2 separate regions of the Mus musculus genome follow, and region 1 is linked to region 2. The links are chromatin contacts, called in public Hi-C maps. All regions are on one chromosome and are shown on one strand. The core of a region is the stretch at or near the end of the contact, and the rest is flanking DNA. Distances in the headings are between cores, read along the strand shown.

Region 1 (5,257 bases), core at 2,294-4,793, 470 kb after region 2:
AACAACACAAAAACATCAACAACAAAAAGATTCCCCGTTTTATTTTATGTGTATGGGTGCTTTGGCCACATGAATGTCTATGTACCAGGTGCATAGCTCGTGTCCACAGAGGTCAGAGAGGGCATTGGATCCCCTCGGAAGTGGAATTATGACTAGTCATGAGCCACTTTATGGATGCTGGGAATTAAGTCTGGGTCTCTTCAAAAGTAACAAGTGCTCTTAACTGCTGAATTAGAGAAATAAATTACTGGACCCATAGTGTATGTCATACAGCCTTAAAGCCTCCAGTACAGCCATGGAACAGATCAGACTGTCTTTCAGATCTTCACCTAGTGGTATTCTAGGAGAGAGTCCATAGTCTGTGGGAAATGGCATCCAAGTCTCTGGACTAGAGCAGGTAACCTTGAGCCTCACACAGTGAGTGGAAAGCTTGGTGAGAATGGGGCCACTAGTTTGACTTGTCAGACAGTACCCAACTCAACCACAACACTCACCAGTGCTTAGAATAGTTGATTACCATAAACTATTTGACTATTACTAGGAATAGTAACTTAGGGTTGTTGTTTGAAACACACAATTTTTGAAGTTTTAAACATTCACTTATTTAATGTGTGTGTGTGTGTGTGTGTGTGTGTGTGTGTGTGTGTGTGTTTGTGTATAAGCTAGCACATGCATCTAGTATGCATGTGCAGAGATTAGAAAATGATTTGTGCCGCTGAGCAGTGGTGGCACACGCCTTTAATCTCAGCACTTGGGAGGCAGAGGCAGGCGGATTTCTGAGTTCTAGGCCAGCCTGGTCTACAGAGTGAGTTCCAGGACAGCTAGGGCTACACAGAGAAACCTTGTCTCATAAAACCAAAAAGAAAGAAAATGATTTGTGGGAGACTGGACCAAACTCGGGACCATAAAATTCCTAGCACCAAGCCTTTTGCCTACTAAGCCATCTTGCTGGCCCAAATTCAATTTAAAAGTATCTTAGAGATGGGGGGAAAAAAAAAACAAACTCTGAATATGCCCCAATGTCCCTCCATCCCATTTCCAATTCATCTGACTAAGTCATTTGACTAAGAAAGAAGCTGCTACCTGGCTCCCTGGCCCATACACTTGATTCTCCTGAATGGCCAAGGCTCTGGCAGGAAACATGCATGCTCCTGTGTGAGTCACTGCAGCTCCCTCCCTCCGTGGCTCTCCAGGTGTTGTACTCTGTCTCAGTTACATCCATTGACCTCTCATGCTTTCAATAGGCTCCTGGATGCAAACGTGTAATATTACAGCCTGATGTGATTGTTCACCAGAGGTCACAATCATTTTTCTCTCTCTTTGTTTACTTGATGTTTCCTGAAGTCTTTTCGTCTTATTTTCAACATTCCTGTGGGGCTTTTTGTATATTTCTTCTTCTCTCATATCCTGACTGCAGTTTCCTGTCCCTCCTCTCCTTCCAGTCCCTCCCCTGATCCACCCCCCTCTTCCCCAGATCCGTTCCTCCTCCATTTCTCTTCAGGAAAAAAGCAGGCTTCCCTGGCATATCAACCAAACATGGTATAAAAAGTTGCGTCAAGACTAGGCACATCCCCTCATATCAAGGCTGGACAAGGCAACCCAGGAGGATGGTCACAAAAGCAGGCAAAAGAGTTAGAGACAGCCCCCATTCCCTGTTAGGAGTCGCACAAGAACACCAAACTGCAAAATCATAACATATATGCAGAGCACCTAGGTCAGACTCATGCAGGCTTCCTGAGGATCGAGCCCTGCTTAGTTGATTCTGTGAGACGTTCTCTTCTGATGTCCTCTCGCTCCTACAACCCTTCATCCCCCATCTTCCTCAGGGTTCATTGAGCGTCACCTAATGCTTGGCCGTGGATCTCTGTATCTGCTCCCATCAGTTGCTGGAGTAAACCTCTTCGAAGACAGTTATGCTAAGCTCTGGTCTAGAAGTATAACTAGGTGCTTGTTTGCGTCAATTTTTGCCAGTCATGTTTGGTTCTATCCTAGGTCTTTGGGTTATCAAGCATCTGGTTCCTGGCCTTCCAGGGAGTGTCTGGCATGGGCTCCCTCTCCTGGCTGGGTTTCAAACTGGGCCATTCATTGGCTGGTCACTCCCACAAGTTCTGAACCATTATTACCCCAGCATATCTTGTTGGCAGGACAAATTATTCATCCAAGGTCTTGTGGTTATGTTGCTGTCCAAGCCCTCCACTGTATGCTGCCTGGTTACAGAAGATGGCCAGCTCAGGCTTCATACCCCCATAGCTTTGCCTGGTTACAGAAGATGGCCCACTCAGGCTCCATACCCCCCATTACTAGAGCTGCATCTTTGTTAGGTGATTTTTTTCATCCCTGACAAAAATCTCTCAGAGACTCAATCTATAAGAAGAAACAGATATTTGAGTTCAGGATTTCAAGCCCTGTCATTTGGTTCCACTACTTTGGGTCACAAGACCATGAAGGGGAAGATCTTGTCTGAAGTCACGGCAAGGGGTTCATTTTAAGCCAGTATCTTAATTACCAGAAACATAACTTCATACATTGAGGTGACGTTTTTGTAAAACTGAAATGCAGTTAGTTCTTCTCTTCTTGAAGGCAAACTGTATAATAAGCCAGGTTATATCCAGTAAGTTGCATAAGGGTCCCAGAGAGGGTTGTGCCTTTTTCTTCCCCTTGTATTACACAAAACACCCACTCCACTTCAACCTATTCGGCTTTGCCATGGAAACAATTGCCAAGATGACTTCTAAATCATTTACATATTTAGTTTGCTTGTAAGAGTGTATGCACACATGTGTATGATGAGATGGGAGGAGGAAGTGAGAAGAAGAGAGGGAGGGAGGGTGGATGGGAGGGAGGGAGAGGGAGAACACACTAAGGAGGGGCATAAACATGTCATGACACACATGTGGAGGTCAGAGAACAACCTACAGGAGTCCGTTTTGTCCCTCTACCATGCGGGTCCCAGGAATTGAACTGAAGTTTCTCAGGTTTGGTAGCAAGCACTTTTACCTAGGGAACCATCTTGGCAACCCCCAAACATGATTTTTTTTAAGCTGCTTCAATAGTGATTTCCGAAGGAAGCAGCACACTTTGGTTGGCATTCACCAGAGAGCTTCAGCAGAAGCTACTTCATTGTCTTTGAATGTTAGAAAAGTAGCAAACGATCGTATAAGCCATCTACAACTTCGTCCCTATATTTCTACAGCTTATAAGTCTTAATCAACCCTTAAACACGTGGGATCTCCTTAGAACAAAAAAGCGGCCAGTTGGCTGGGGGAATGAGTGGTGATAACTCAGTGGCCCATTCATATTTTGAGAGGGGAAGAATGTGTTTAAAGGAAACAAACAACAAAAATAAAATGTCTAGGTTTCTGTAAACCCCTCCAGACCATCTAATTCCTACTAGCCTTGATCTATTTTCGGAACTGCTGTCTTTTTATAGCACAACCTCCTGGTTTACTGACTAGTGTGTCTCAATGTCTTAGAGCTACTTCATAGCTATGAATCAGTGTCTGTTCACTTTTGAATCATTATGAAACCAGACTCCCTACTGATTCAGGAATACAATAAAACCTTTAACATATTGTGGTGGTTGGAACATTCTCCACTTATGGGAAGTGGCATGATTAGGAAGTGTGGCCTTGTTGGAGGAAGTGTGTCACTGTGTAGGTGGGCCTTGGAGGGTTCCTATGTTTAAGCTCTATACTCTGCCTGGCTGCCTGCAAAAGATAGTGTTCTTCTGGCTGCCTTCAAATCAAGATGTAAAACTACCAGCAATTCCAGCACCATGTCTGCTTGCACGCTGCCATGCCTCCCACTATGATGATAGTAGACTGAACCTCTGATACTATAAGCCAGCCCCAGTTAAAAGTTTTCCTTTATAAGAATTGCCTTAGTCCACTATGTTCATAGCAGCCTTATTTATAATAGCCAAAAGCTGGAAAGAACCCAGATGCCCCTCAAACAGAGGAATGGATACAAAAAATGTGGTACATTTACACAAAGGAGTACTACTCAGCTATTTAAAAGAATGAATTTATGAAATTCCTAGGCAAATGGTTGGACCTGGAGGGCATCATCCTGAGTGAGGTAACACAATCACAAAAGAACTCAAATGATATGTACTCACTGATAAGTGGATATTAGCCCAGAAACTTAGTCTAGCGAGATATAAGATAGAATTTGCAAAACACATGAAACTGAAGAAGAACGAAGACCAAAGTGTGGACACTTTGCCCCTTCTTAGAATTGGAAACAATCACCCATGGAAGGAGTTACAGAGACAAACTTTGGAGCTGAGACAAAAGGATGGACCATCTAGAGGCTGCCATATCCAGGGATCCATCCCATAATTAGCCTCTAAACGATGACACCATCACATACACTAGCAAGCGTTTGCTGAAAGGACTGTGATATAGCTGTCTCTTGTGAGACTAGGCCGGGGCCTAGCAAACGCAGAAGTGGATGCTCACAGTCAGCTATTGGATGGACCACGGGGCCCCCAATGGAGGAGCTAGAGAAAGTAACCAAGGAGTAAAGAGATCTGCAACCCTGTAGGTGCAACAACATTATGAACTAACCAGTACCCTGGAGCTCTTGACTCTAGCTGCATATGTATCAAAAGATGGCCTAGTCGGCCATCATTGGAAAGAGAGGCCCATTGGACTTGCAAACTTTATATGCCCCAGTACAGGGGAACGCCAGGGCCAAAAAGTGGGAATGGGTGGGTAGGAGAGTTGGGGGGAGGGTATGGGGGACTTTTGGGATAGCATTGGAAATGTAATTGAGGAAAATACGTAATAATATATATATATATATATATATATATATATATATATATATATATATCTCACAAAAAAAAAATAGAATTGCCTTGGTTATGGTATCCCTTCACAGCAATTGAAACCCTAACTAAGACATGCCTATTAATTTGATACCTGGCAAGAGGCTTAGGATTTGACCCTGTTTAGAAAAAAAAAGAAATGTATCTTAACAAATGTCTACTTGGGGTGGTCCTGTGGAGGGTGTCTGATACCAATGGTTCTTGAGCCTCAAATGTTACAGCTTCTTCATACCACACTGCGGTAGTCTGACTGGCACAGGGCTGTGTCCCAGGGTGGCCAGAACCAGCGTGTAGGGGCCAGTCCCAGACTGTCTGAATTTATAAGGATTCTAGAGTCAGACCTGCAGACGCTCCCCATGTCTCTGAAACCTACCGTATGAAGCAATTCACATTTCACTGGATTTCTCTCCCGTGTCCCTTTCTCCC
Region 2 (5,529 bases), core at 1,294-3,793:
TAACTCTAAAGTCCAGGCCACTGAATGAGCCACTGTTTCCCCTTGTTTTCTGCTTTTCCCCAGTGTGGTTCCTCTCCGTCTCCCACAGTGCTCGGCTGGAGGATAGCATTTCATCGCTGTTGTCGGTGAGGGATTCAGGACTGATCTCTATAGTTTCCTCCTTTCTAACTATGACCTCTGTTCCTGAACTCTTGTGAAGTCCAGATATCTCACCTGGAAGTGGAGCTCATGAAGCCTACCCATAGGCTATTGTCGAGATATAGTGAGATGATGTCAGTTGCTCTGTGAAAGTGCCCTTGCTTCTGTGCCTTCTATTTTGCTAGAGTTGTGCTATAATGTACACAGCCTTCTGTGAAAATGAGGCTTGCTGTTTTCTAGGCTGGAATGTGTCATGTGTTTCTTCAGGCTAGAATATTGTAGTCCAGGGTCTGAGATCCCTGGCCCTCAAATTGTAATCTGGGTTCAATTACTTACGAATTTGGCAAATGACTAAAAAGCTGAAAGGCCCCAAGAGTTGGGACTAATAAAGCCGTTTTGTAGTGAGAACAAAGTAGGATGATATACAGTTAAATACTACACAGTGTGTTGTCAGGAGGAATCAGTAGAACGTTGTCATCATCATTGAGTACTGAATATTTTCCCTGGCTGCTCCCAACACCCTAGTCTTTTTCTTCTGTGATTCTTAAGTCCTTGGCACTTAGCATTAATCCCCACGTTTTATTAATTCTTCTTCGGAGCATATTTCTTTTTGTTCTAATAGACTTTGTCTCTAGAGGACAAGATTTTGGTGTAAGATACTGTATCCCTGGTACCTCCTATCATTTGGTTCATAGTCTATAGTCATCCAAGCAGGAAGGAAGACAGGCTAAGGAGAGAGACAAGGTGCCTTTTCCTTCAGTTATCAGATTATTGAAGCAGTGGTCCTAAGGACCTTTTTCAAAAATCCCATGCCAAGAGATGGAAAAAGCTGAAGGCTGGTGCCACCCAGGGGAGGAATTTGTCTCCCAAGGAGAGATTTCACACAATTCTGATACCTTTCCAGACTACCTTGCAGGAGTAACTGGAGTGGGAACAGAATGGACAATGACCACCCAGGGAGTGGGACTGCTTATTTACATACATCACTTGCCTGCAATGAAATGTAAACCTTGGGGCTGGCAGGATGGCTCAGTAGGTAAAGGTTCCTCTCACCAGGCTGAGGACTTGACTTGGATCCTGGAACCCAAATGGGAGAAGAAAACCGACTCCAGCAACTTGACTTGTGATTTCCTACATGTTTGGTAACATGTGATTCCTTCCCCAGTAACTAACAGAATAACCAACCAAATGAGTAAATAGAGGCATACTCAAAGAGTGAACATCATGGCCAGACCAGCAGAGGATTGGGTGGGGCGGCGTTCGTTGCACCTCTTTATTGATTCCTCCTTCCAATGTGGCCACATTGGATTAATCTCCTCTCTCTGTTTTGTACTGTTGTCTGTGTAATTGACCTTTTGAGGGCAGTGGCTGAGCCTGGCTTGTTTTGCTTGCCAGGGTCTATGCTCTGACCCTAATAACTTTCGCAACATGTTGATTCAAACTGGAAAGTTCTCAAAGTAAATCTGAATTTATTATAAGTTCAGACAATACTAATATAGATGAATAGATGATCAGTCCTTTATACATGAAGAACACCTGAATTAAAAACTTACAAAGAATACATGGGAATTATTTTATAGATGCTGTGATTTTTTTAATTATTTATATCATATGTAAAATGTCAACATTATCTCTGATTTGGTCAGGGCCTTCCTGCATGATGGTCCTGGGATTTTCAGTCTCTCGGGGCTGGTTTTGGGAAATCATTGAGTTAAGAGAATCATGGGATGCTGCCTGGCTTCTGATGTTGCCACACTTGCAGTGGAGGCTGAGGATTGGCTTGGAGGCCTTGTGTATTTGTGATGGGTATTGTGTTAAAGGTTGGTAAGAAGCAGAAATTGCAGTTTTGTTAATGGAGTATTTAGGATCAAAAGCTTGGTTTCTAGAAGCACAACAAGCCAGGCTTGCCCCCTCCCCCCACCCCCAGTTCCTTCATGGGAAAAGCAGAAAAGAGGTTCCTCGCTGACTGGCACCAGGCTTTAACCTTTCCCTCCTTGCAGCATGATATTACTAGGAAATTCTAATTCCCTGTCAGTAAGTGCTTCTGTATCCTAATAGCCACTGGATGATCACAACTGTCTCGCTTTAGACTGTGCCACTCCTGCGAGATGGCAGATCTTGACCTACTGCACCATGGTTCTTTTTGTGCCCTGGGGTACATTGAGATCATTGTTATGCCTCAGATCAGATGAAGTTAATACTTTTGCTATATCTCCTCTTTTGTATGCTGAACAAATGTGTTAATTATTAGACTGAAGCCAGGGATGTCCATAGTCCTGGGGACCAGGCCATACTGTCTCAGCTACTTGCAGAAACTCAGGGACACCGCCACGCAGATGACTGCCGCATACTCAGGAGAACTCTTGGTTTGGTTTAGTTTATATTAAGTAGTGACTCAGAGACACTGCCACACAGATGACTGTCACATGCTCAGGAGAGAACACTTGGTTTGGGTTTAGTTTATACTAAGCAAAGAAGAGAGTTGCTAAAGATCCGGCACGATTTGCTGTTTTCAGTGTGATTTGTAGCAGCTCTGCTCTTACAGGAAGTGTTTTAGCAAACCTTTAACCACATCTCCTTCACACAACAGAAACATTGTTGATTTTACTGAAGCCATTTATCGTATTATATAGGGCAGAGTTTTGTAACTTCAATCCATGACTCATTAATGGCTTTGTTTGATTTTGAGACAGAATTTCATGTAGCCCAGGCTGGCCTTACTTGCTACTTCACTGAATGTGATGACTTTGAACTTTTTAACTTGCTTGCACCTTTCAGATGCTGAGGCCACAATGCATGCCACTGTCCCCATGTGTTTAGTGCTGGAGATCAACCTGGGGCACTGTGTGTGCTTGGTAAGCATTATACCAACAGCTTCCTCGTCAGTCACCACACTGGTTTGTTTTGAGACAGAGTCTTCCTAGGTTGCCCAGAGTGTCCTTACATTTACGATGCTTTATCCACAGTCTTTGGAGTTGGGGTACCAGGATGTGCAGTTCTATACCTGGCATCATTGGGCTTTAATTTCCTTAAGAAGCATTAAAAACCAAACCAGAAAGAAATTGAGAAGAAATGTTTATTTAGGTGTGCTGATCATGAAATGGATCTGATATTTTTCTTCCAGTAAGTTCTAAAACACTGTAAAGCTATTGGCTTAGATGTCTTTCTCAAAAGGGCATTCATTATCTGGTGACCTTACAGAGCAATAAGACCAACAGGTACATTTTCTTAACCAGGTACATTTGCTAATTTTGATGGAGACCTAGCAAAACAAACACACAAACAGAAACTCACATGACTTTTTATATATAGCAACATAGTCACACGTGAAATACATGGTTGAAAATAAAAGCAATTCATGGACCATAAGGATACTAATTTCAAGGAAAACCAAAAAATATTTAAATAGAAGTGGTTTTGTATCTGTGCAGGGTCAGGTCTCACCCCTGCCAGGGGTCTCAGCCTTCTCTGTAGTTCCACTAATGCAGGTGTTTGGGAAGTACTGGTCATGTAATCAGCGAGGCATACGAAGTGAGGGAGTTTGTGTGTGTCAACTCTCTCTTAATGCCCCTGTTGATTTTTAAATTCTGTCTAAAAGAAATTTAGTGTTTTCTTTTGTTTTTTTGTTTGTTTGTTTTTGTTTTGTTTTTTTGAGACAGGGTTTCTCTGTGTAGCCCTGGCTTTCCTGGAACTTACTCTGTAGACCAGGCTGGCCTTGAACTCAGAAATCCCCCTGCCTCTGCCTCCTGAGTTCTGTTTCTTAAAGAATGTAATATAGCTTATAATATAGCTCAGTCTGTTTCAGATCTCTGTTTACTAAATTCCAATAAAATACAGGGAGTTTGCTTCTGTATGAGTTCCTCTCCCTTTTGTATCATATAAATTATGTTTCTATGTATTATGCATCCAACAGTGCAGTATAATTATTGCTTTAGATATTTATATGTTTTAGGAAAGAGTTAAGAGAGGAAAGGAAACTGGGTTGATGGGACATGCCTGCAACTGCCTGTTTTTCTAGCATTCTGGAAACTACGGCAGGAGTATCCTCGTGAGTTTGTGGCCAGCCTGAGTTACGTAGTGAGACTGTATGTCTCCTGAAACACCACACACACACATAAATTCTTTTTTTGAATACATAGATGAAGAAAAAGAAAGGCTAAGGTGGACAGATTTAGAAGGATTTCATGTTTATATTTTTCTAACTTTTAGATACTTTTCAGTTTCTTTTTTTTTTTTTATTTTCATTTTATTTACTTTAGTGGGTTGTTTTGTTTTTAAGGTGGAGTCTCTTATACTCCATGCTGGCTTGGAATTACCAAGTAGCTAAAGATGGCCTTGACCTTGTGAGCTCCTGATTCTTTATGTCTGACCCTAGCAAGTACTTTGATTTTAGGTATCTACAACTATTCCTTGTTTATGCTATACCGGGGATTGAACTCAGGTCTTCAAGGCATGCTAGGCAAGCCCTTGTCTAACTGGATCCCAGCTCAATACTTTTTTTTTTTTAAAGGCTATTAATTGTTGTAATAAAGTACTAACCATATATGATATTTATTGAATGACCTCTCTGGTAGACTCACAGTTAGGTTTTATTCCTAAGATAGTATAATAGGCAAGTAACCTAGTCCAGTGATGCGAACTCTAAAGAGTTTTGAGACATCTGTGCTTTGTTCAGTAGATTTATTTTCTTAACTTCCTGCAGTGGTCAGTGTGCTGACAGGCTAAGGATGCAGAGGGCCAGGGGTCCAGTGAGTAGGTGGGATGGGGAGTATCGGTGTTAACAAGGGTGATTGGTTGAGGAGGAAAGGGCTGCTCAAGGACTGGCTGGGTGAAATATTTAGGCTCTGAACACTCAGAGCTAGGGACAGGGAGCTATGAAAAACTTCTCCTGTGGACAGAGATGTGGAAGGGCACAGAGGGAATTCCAGTACTTCTTTCCCTCCCCAGAGACCTTCATTCCCTTTTCATTCCTCTCTCCTACTATCTGCCTTCCCCGTGTCTCCCCCAACTTCATCTCCTTATTGTCTACCCTTTTCCTACTCTGGTTTTTTTTTTTTTTTTTTTTTTTTTTTTTTGGTTTCTCTGTATAGCCCTGGCTGTCCTGGAACTCACTTTGTAGACCAGGCTGGCCTCGAACTCAGAAATCCGCCTGCCTCTGCCTCCCAAGTGCTGGGATTAAAGGCATGTCCCACATGCCCTTCCTACTCTGTTTTAATCATGCAAGCAGTCAATATTGTTTAGCTTGCTATTAGACTGTAACATCTTTATGATTCCTTATTCCTTTATTTTCACTCCTCCCTGTATATTAGTACAAATATAAAAATAGTTAACATTTTAATATAAATGTTTTGGACTCATCGTTATCTGTTTTATCTTAATGGTATTAAATGC

What was found. Hi-C and Micro-C count contacts between places; a contact is called where the count stands out from the background.
Region 1: a contact with region 2 is called in a Hi-C map of bone marrow-derived macrophages, with 12 read pairs. The contact joins two enhancer-like sites. A contact is called at or near these places in 7 of 39 promoter capture datasets (the C10 cell line, cranial neural crest, embryonic stem cells and 4 more), 7 of 484 Hi-C or Micro-C datasets (the G1E-ER4 cell line, LSK cells, bone marrow-derived macrophages and 3 more), 4 of 115 datasets of contacts at active chromatin or transcription factors (the 230-238 cell line, bone marrow-derived macrophages, memory CD8 T cells and 1 more) and 3 of 9 other capture datasets (adipose tissue, liver and pancreatic islet).

The regions. Positions count from the first base shown.
Region 1 is chr9:89,691,803-89,697,059 of GRCm38.p6, forward strand. No RefSeq gene overlaps it. Among named protein-coding and RNA genes, the nearest start is that of Tmed3, 11 kb to the right of the region's middle. Within about 2 kb of position 3,544, at least 9 of the 459 cell types and tissues checked have an H3K27ac peak or open chromatin away from gene starts, as enhancers often do. A contact at or near this core is called in bone marrow-derived macrophages, where this site is marked.
Region 2 is chr9:89,218,393-89,223,921 of GRCm38.p6, forward strand. The region is part of intron 2 of Mthfs (5, 10-methenyltetrahydrofolate synthetase); the gene reads left to right. Among named protein-coding and RNA genes, the nearest start is that of Mthfs, 10 kb to the left of the region's middle. Within about 2 kb of position 2,544, at least 22 of the 459 cell types and tissues checked have an H3K27ac peak or open chromatin away from gene starts, as enhancers often do. A contact at or near this core is called in bone marrow-derived macrophages, where this site is marked.